Regions from separate parts of the Triticum aestivum genome. Here region 1 is linked to region 2. The links are chromatin contacts, called in public Hi-C maps. All regions are on one chromosome and are shown on one strand. Each heading gives the region's core, a stretch centred on a gene start, on an enhancer-like site or on the middle of the called end of the contact. The rest is flanking DNA. Distances are from core to core; before and after follow the strand shown. Region 1 holds the start of LOC542778 (glucose-6-phosphate 1-dehydrogenase, cytoplasmic isoform). Region 2 overlaps LOC123189571 (plant UBX domain-containing protein 1).

What was found. Hi-C and Micro-C count contacts between places; a contact is called where the count stands out from the background.
Region 1: a Hi-C map of leaf shows a contact between it and region 2, with 6 times the contacts expected there. The contact joins the promoter of LOC542778 here to the enhancer-like site in region 2. A contact is called at or near these places in 2 of 5 Hi-C or Micro-C datasets (both in leaf).

What each region holds. Positions count from the first base shown.
Region 1 is chr2A:585,822,172-585,825,951 of IWGSC CS RefSeq v2.1, reverse strand. LOC542778 (glucose-6-phosphate 1-dehydrogenase, cytoplasmic isoform) reads right to left here and starts at 2,171. Exons shown (of 16, transcript XM_044602016.1): 1 at 2,023-2,171; 2 at 669-878; 3 at 217-302. The coding sequence starts at 839.
Region 2 is chr2A:585,609,389-585,613,536 of IWGSC CS RefSeq v2.1, reverse strand. LOC123189571 (plant UBX domain-containing protein 1) reads right to left here. Exons shown (of 8, transcript XM_044602015.1): 8 at 3,537-3,947. The coding sequence ends at 3,944. Among protein-coding and RNA genes, the nearest start is that of LOC123189571, 6.6 kb to the right of the region's middle. Within about 2 kb of position 2,301, at least 2 of the 8 cell types and tissues checked have an H3K27ac peak or open chromatin away from gene starts, as enhancers often do. A contact at or near this core is called in leaf, where this site is marked.

The DNA of each region.
Region 1 (3,780 bases), core at 922-3,421, 210 kb before region 2:
TGCAAAATTACGGTAGATACAGATGCACGTATGCTTAAAAGATGCTAGAAGTGTTTAAATGCAACAGCATGATGTAAAAACCTGGAGGACACAATAGAGCCAAGAGCCTTCTTCTAAATAATGTTTTACTATGGAAAGTAAGGAGGTTTTTTGCACAACAAACACAAATTCTATGTTAGGCAACCATAGAATTAATTCCAGCCATCAGAAACTTACACACGGATGCGCCCTCTCAACCCATCATCAGAAAGATTTGTTCTCGCATACCCCACTATATGCACTTCACCAGATTGTAAGAACCCCTGTAACACATAGCAATTAAAGTAAATAGATATATCAACTGACCTAAAAGGTACAGTTTATATAACAGAAACTGTGCAGAAATAGCACGCAAGTAAAGACTACGTTTATGTATTTGCAAATGGTGTTAACACAGGTTGTTGTTGAATAAGTAGAATCTTAAACCATAGTTTTCCACCAGTCCGGATTAACTCCTAAAACATTTAATTCATATCCAGGAACAAAAATGGTTACAGCTGTTTGCACTTATACTTGTGTTCAGTGAATACCAATTATTCCTTTTTCTGGAATGCCTCAACTCAATGTACATTCCCTCTAACAATAGGTTTTGCAAATTGCATAAGAACAGCTAGTTATTGTCACAGCACCTGCTCAAAAAGGTGGTAGAGTGCCGGGAACGTTTTCTTCTTGGCAAGATCTCCAGAAGCCCCAAGTACAACGATGGTGAGGCACCCTTGCTCCAAAGGAAGTTCTAGGTCCTTTGCTAATGAGTTGAAACTGCTTTGTCTCGATGACGCCGAGGAGTCAGTTCCCGCCATGACAAATAGGATGATTCTCTTCTTCCTTCAACAGTACACCTAACCAAGTGAGCAAGATAAGATTAAATGGTAAGATTATCTGAACTTAGCCTAACAATTGCCATGCGACTCATCGAAATGGAAATTCAGTATCAGACAAAATTAGCTAGCAGAAAGTATGAATGGTTGGCTTTGTTTGGCTTATCCGATGAATTGCCAATTTATACTACTGCTGCCCTTAAAAGCTGGAAACAGAAACTGCACATGACTAGATCCAAAATCGTATTTCCTGTTTAAACTGAAATGTTTGTAATGCTCGGTGTACCTCACTCTTCTGACAACAAAGTGATCTCAGTTTATCACTCCAACTGTCAAGAACACTGAACCCGTTATGCATCCAAGATCAACATAGCAATGTTTGACGACCTCATCTAAATATAAGAAACTAACATGCACCATTAAGTATTACACCAGTCGCAACTTAGAACTGCTGAAATCAGGCATACAACTACAAACAACTCAATTCCAATTTGAACAGCTATTAAGGAAAATAAGCCCGTGCTTGAATCCTGAATTTGATCTTGCAAAACTCGGATTCTGGTAGTAGAGCTGAACTGAAACAGGAAAGGACTTGAACAGACCAAAACAACATTCCCTGGTTCATAGCAACAGACCAAACCGCTCTCCGGCAAAAAGAAGGCCCGACGAAACATCCGAAACAGAAAAAACGTGCAGTTCGTAAATACTAGTAGTACTCCAGAGCGAAGGAACCCCGTTACACCGGGCTTAAGCTTGACCGCAACTCTCGCCATTTAATTGGAGAGATCCTCAAAGAGAAAGAGAAAGAGAAATCTGGGAGCGACAAGGACATCTCCATCACCGCGGTAGGCATCACGACTACGAGATCCAACGCCGGAAACCTCACGGACAGAAACCCGGCGCGGTTCGCGGAGAGAATCTAGTCTAGAAATAACCGAAGAAAGCGCGCAGAAGACGGCGACGGCGACCCAGCCCGCCAAAAACCTCCGAAAAGCCTCGCCCAGAAGAACAGGGCAGGCAGAGCAAGACGGACTGCGACGAGCCGCGCCACGCCACCGATCGAGAAACCTCGGACCTACTCGCGGAAGCAAACAGGAGAGACTCTCCCACGGGAGACGAGCGAGAAGAATTAGCGGCGGCCGGGGGTTGGAGATGGATCACTGACCAGTGGCGATCGAGATTCGCGCGCGCGGCGAGCGGGCGCGCCGCGTGGGAGGGCGGGAGAGTTACTGCCGAGATGCTGGGTGGGTGGGAATGGGGTGGGGAGGGAGGGGGGGTGGCTCCTTCCTTCCTTCCTGACTGTGGTGGGATTGGCAGCTCCGCCATTTATACCCACGACGGCGTCACCTCGGCCGCCTCCCGCTTTCGCCTCACCTGTCCACTACCTACCCGTCTTTCGGCCTGGCCGCCTGGGAAGCGGGGCTGCGTGCTCTGTGCTGTGCCACCAACCGCGAAGCGTACGTGTATCTGACAGTGGGAATTTTGTGGACTTCAGAGGGGGCTTATGTGAAAAGGAGGCGCGGTAACGGCAAGGAAAAAGTTGTCGATTGTCCCCGTCCGTTGATTACTGTATACTGCGCCATTTATTTACGGAAAATAAAATTGTATGTGCGCCTGTGCGGCTCTTGCTTCCAGACTTCTTCCAGTTTCTTTTGGAGATCTGATTAAAGTTATCATGATTAGCAAATGGTCCCCGCGTATAAAGCGGGAATGAACAAAAACCATATCCCCGGACTTAAGAAGTAGTGGCGGCATTTGGTGACGTGGGTATGATGTCATCACGCACCACTGAGAGATAAGAGTGTGCATGCACTTTCAGCAGCAACAAAAATGATTTTCAAGCAAGAACCTTAGATGTATGAAATCCTTTTATTTGTTTATTTTGAGAAAACAATTGAGGGAGTGGGTGCACACGTGAGTGAATATGTCACTCAAGTCAACAACAACAACAACAACAACAACAACAAGTTAGAACCTGCGAACCAACCTGTGGTTGGATGGTTAGAGGGACGGTGGTATCCCCAGCCCACCAGGGTTCAAATCTTGGTACTCGCATTTATTTCTGGATTTATTTCAGGATTTTCGGCGATGTGCATTCAGTGAGTGTATGCGCGTGTATATGAGCACTTGTGTCTGTACTGATGTTCAAAAAAAACAAGTTAGAACCTCCTTTGGTGCGAAGGAAAAACGTTGGAATATGAAAATTTTCTTTGACCATTGATTCAAAGGAAAAGCACCAAAATTATAACATCCACTTGGACCTCTTTTTCAAATTCGCATGCACCAAACAAGAATAATATCCTTAGTAGCATAATAACATTCTAACTAGGCTCCCATAAAAAATAACATTCTAACTATACATTTTCATACGTTTTGACTTTGATTTGACCATGTTTATTAGAATTCTTATGAACTTGACACCCATTCCTACATTTACTAATCCTATGTTTTGCGCATGCATTCCTATACTATTATGTGTTTTTCCTATCCTTGTATTTTTGAAATCCTTCAAACCAAAGGAATCCTACAAGGTCACACCCAGGCGTAAAAATAGGTAGGTCCGCTAGGTATTGGCAACTACCTTGTCGGTCTGTTCAATAAACCTGTGAGCCTAAAGATCAAAGTTTGTTAAATATTGCTAGTGGTGGTTGAGCTTGAGTGATCTAAATTACGTAAGATATAAACATTTCCGGAATCTCAAATCTTCCAGAGAATGGATAGGAGTACTTCCTAGGTATTCATTTTTGTGCTTCTTGTTAATGATCCTTCGAGGATAACTAAGGTTCTTGCTCAATGTTGCTCTATGAAGTTAGCACAAAAGTCTTGAACAAACTTTGTCGCCTTCACAAACAACAACTTTTGTGCCTCGGCTTCAGCCTTGATAGAAAGCTTCATCTCCTCGAGCTCAATCTTCTGTTTTGCA
Region 2 (4,148 bases), core at 1,052-3,551:
ATTGGGTGGCGTGGGACAAACTCGCTTCTCTGAAAGCTCGCGGTGGAATGGGTTTTCATGACTTGAAGCTTTTCAACTTGGCGCTGCTTGGCAAACATGGGTGGAGGTTTATTACTAACCCAGGGTCGCTTTGTGCCCGGGTCATGAAGGGTCGTTATTTTCCTGATAGTGAATTCATGGAGGCTACGGTGCCAAAGACTTCCTCTGCCATATGGCGAGCGATAGTGGTAGGCAGGGCGGCGCTCCAAGCTGGTCTGATCAAGAGGGTGGGAGACGGGACTACAATCTCAATTTGGCATGATAGATGGATTCTAGGTCTCGCTACATTGTCGCCCATGGTGGTACCGGGTGGGACTACTCTTGAGACAGTTGATTAACTCATTGACCCGGGGAACTGGACGTGGCGTCGGGACCTGATCAGGGACGTGTTTAAATCCCCCGATGTCGATGCTATACTGAATATCTCACTACGGGCGGGTGGTGGTGATGATTTTCTTGCTTGGGCCCATGAAAGAAGTGGCATCTATTCTGTAAAATCGGTGTACCGTGCTCTTGTGACTCAGAAGGAGCTTGTAGCTCTAGAGGAAGGGACAGTTACCGGATCCTCACAGACAAAAGAACAGATGTGGAAGTCGCTATGGAAGCTCAAGGTGTTGCCGAAGGTTCGTGTTTTCTGGTGGAGAGTGGTGCGTGGAATTCTTCCAGATGAATGTACCTTGTGGCATCGTCATATAAAGGTAATCAGCAGATGTAATGTCTGTAATGCAATGGATGAGGATCTTATGCATGCCTTGGTGCATTGCTCCCATGCCAAGTTGTTCTGGGAACAAGCCTTTGCACAATTTGATCTTCGAAGGCCACGCTTGCACCCTGGTACATGGTCCCGTGACATTATATCGGATTCGTTCATTGGGGAGACTATGGCGCTGCGTGATGGAGTTATCTTTGCTAATCTACGTGGTTTTTCCCATGTGATCATGGAAACAGACTGTCTAAAGATTGTTAACCTCTGGGACACTCGCCACAATAGCCTTTCTATTGTGGCACCTTTACTTTTAGAAATTGGAGAGCTAGCTTTCTCTTTTTTTCTTTTGATATTCAACATATAAGCAGATCAGCCAATGTACCGGCCCACCTTTATGCTAAACATGCATGCGATGGTCACCGAAAGTTGGACTGAATCTAGACCCTCTTTCCTACTCACCTGCCTTATAGCTGATGATGCTAGGAGCTCTTTCGTTGAATAAAGCTTTCAAATTGGAACGCAAAAAACATAATGTGATACAACACATGACACAGATGCGATACGGCAATAGGCGTGAAGATGATTCCCAAGCGTTTCATGTACTGTTTGAAGTTTTAGCTTCTTGTACCACAAAAAGAAAAGACATTTCTTATGAGGTAGGTAGATAATGTGGAGCTGTTATCATCTCTCGTACGGAAATAGACCCTCATGCTGAAATTTGCATTGCGCTTGAGCCGAGCGGTAGCTTTCCGATCGGATTGCTCCTACGAACTGCGGCGATCAGATGAGGGGTTACTTGCTTGTCATCCGCTTGGATGATGGGACGACGTAACCACTGGCGACACGTGCGATGCGTTTTCCCACTTCACAAAGAAAACCATTCCATCACATTTTCAACCAGATCTGTGCACCAGCATCGCGATACGGATCGTCGTAGCGCGACGACGTCTGTCAAGTTGCTGCAAATAAAAGAGCCCGCTGCGGTTTGGACGGGGCAGATGAGATCGAAAATACATGCATAGCGAGGTCCGCACGGGTCACGTGTGTACTTGAACTGAAATGAAATATAATCTCTTTTCTCGGTCAGACGTATGCGTCCTCGATCAAGGCCATAGAATAGAAGGATCCGATCTGCGTTTGGCTTGAGAGAGAAGCACGGTACTGGTCTGTCTCGTTGTCTAGGCAGGGCCAACAAATAATGGGTCGCACTCGCACATGCTCCCCTCATCCAGTGGGCCAATGGGGGGACACGTGGCTATTTTGTCCCTTTGTGAAGCATCAACCGCAGATCATTCGGCACTGCAGCAGTATGTTGCTCTCTGCTGTGGAATTAGTCGGTTCCTCTCCTTGATATAGCTGTGAATGAATTAGGAAAAGTGGGTAGATTTGTTTTTAGCTCTAGTCCAAAAAGCGTCGTGGAGTTTGCCGACGTGGTCGATGTCAGGTGGAAATCCGGTACGTGGAGGCGGCCCACGCGTTTGACTAGGACCGGGTAAAGGGAAAGCCACGGAGCGGTCTGTCTGGCGGCTATCTTCGTACTCCTCCAACCAACCCCCCTGCAAACAGGGAGGCCAGCTTTTGTTTCTTTTCATTTCATACTCGAGAAGAGAAACAGCAAAGCCGTGGAGTCAGCGCCGGTCCAAGGTTCAGACACCGTCTCCACACGATTTTCTTCTCTCTGTGCGTCATCTCGCAGTCAGCTCCGAGATGGGTTACAGCATGAGGTCCATGTCGTGACCTTTTACTTTCGGAAAAACATTTGTTTCGGGGTCATGGTCAAGAATGCCTGCTCGAGAGCTCAACGAGGGTCACGACTGGGACGCAGCTTCGGTGTCTTAAAGACACCTGCCTTTGGGTCAGTGACATATGGGCCAGCCATCTGTTGGGCCCACATGTCATAGACACAAAGGTAGGTGCCTTAAGGCACCGAAGCATCGTCCCTAGGATTGAGACCTTTTTACGTTCGTTAGCCAACTAAGAGCAATTTCAACCGAATGATTCATTTCGTCCGACCATGTTTGTTTGGATCTGCGCGGACAAAAACGATTGCCCAACGCAGCGGACACGCGAGAGCTGCGGGACGAGACGCGGCCGAAAACTAGCGGGCAAGGCAGTGCGGGAGTTCGACCGAATAACAACGTGGACATATCTAAAATGCGTCCAGCCCCATTGAACGCACCGGCCGACCCAAATCAAAAAAGCAAACACAGACGGCCGGACAGGCGACCCAAACGGATAAAAAAGGATAAAATCTGCGTCTGTTTGGGTTGCTGAGATGGAGTTGCTTTAACCACATGTAAGCTGCAAGTCAACGGAGATGAACCAGCCACATCACATGTGTATCAGGTCGGATCGCTCCAACCTCAACAAAACGTATCTGTTTCTTTCGATGCTCACTCCAGCAAATAACCATGCAGAGAGAGAATAGAAATGCAAATGGAGCAGAAGCATCCAGCGACAGGGACATTGGCAAAGCAGCCACGTGAAGCTTTAGTATAGCAGCCCCGTGTGTCCCTTGGCATCTGTTATTTAGCAAATTAGCAATACACTAAGCCTGTGAGGCTGCGATTATTTAAACCTTCCCGTCAAAAGCATCCACTCAGCACGATCTTGCAGCCCCACGGCCACTAGCCATTGAAAATGCATGCTGCTTTGCGACTTACCATCGCCGCAACACTCATAATCTTTACTAGTTGCTCACTGAGGGAACATAAAATTTTGCTGCAGAAAAGCAAAACAAAGCCATGACATCATCCCTCGCAAACAAGATAACATAATGCAAAGTAACTCATGTTAGAAGCCACGATACTTTATTGGTAATTTTCCGGTCAACTCAAGCCATCTTTCTCATGAAGATGCTACTGGATATCATTCATGCAGTAAAGTGTAAACAACACGGGCCCTGTCATTTCCTTCGTTTCTATGGGGCCTTTTACACATATCTGAGAGGTGGGTTAACCAATACACACCCACAAAGCAGTTTGACTAGCCAAATTTACATGCTACCACCACGAACATATGAGATCTAATTCCGATGGTTCGACAACTCCTATGCAACACAGGATGAATTCTCCTACTAGGGCGGCATAGCTGAAGCCGTTGAACCATGAAATCTGATCAATCATGCATTGGGATTGCTGAGAGGCCTAATCAAGTGCTGTTGCGCGCTGGTGGTGCACTATTGACGCTCTGATGCTCTCACCTGCAAAAGGTTAGATAGACTGTCATTATCTAGCACAAAACAAAGAATGCTCCAGCAGAAAAAGGTGCAAGCAGGCAACAGAGAATATTCTTGTGGCATATTGTGTCAACACATACGAACCTGCAACTAGCTACTTTCACATATGTGTAATTAGCAAGTAAAATGCTACTCCTACTTGGAGAGCTATGATTCTGCACTAAT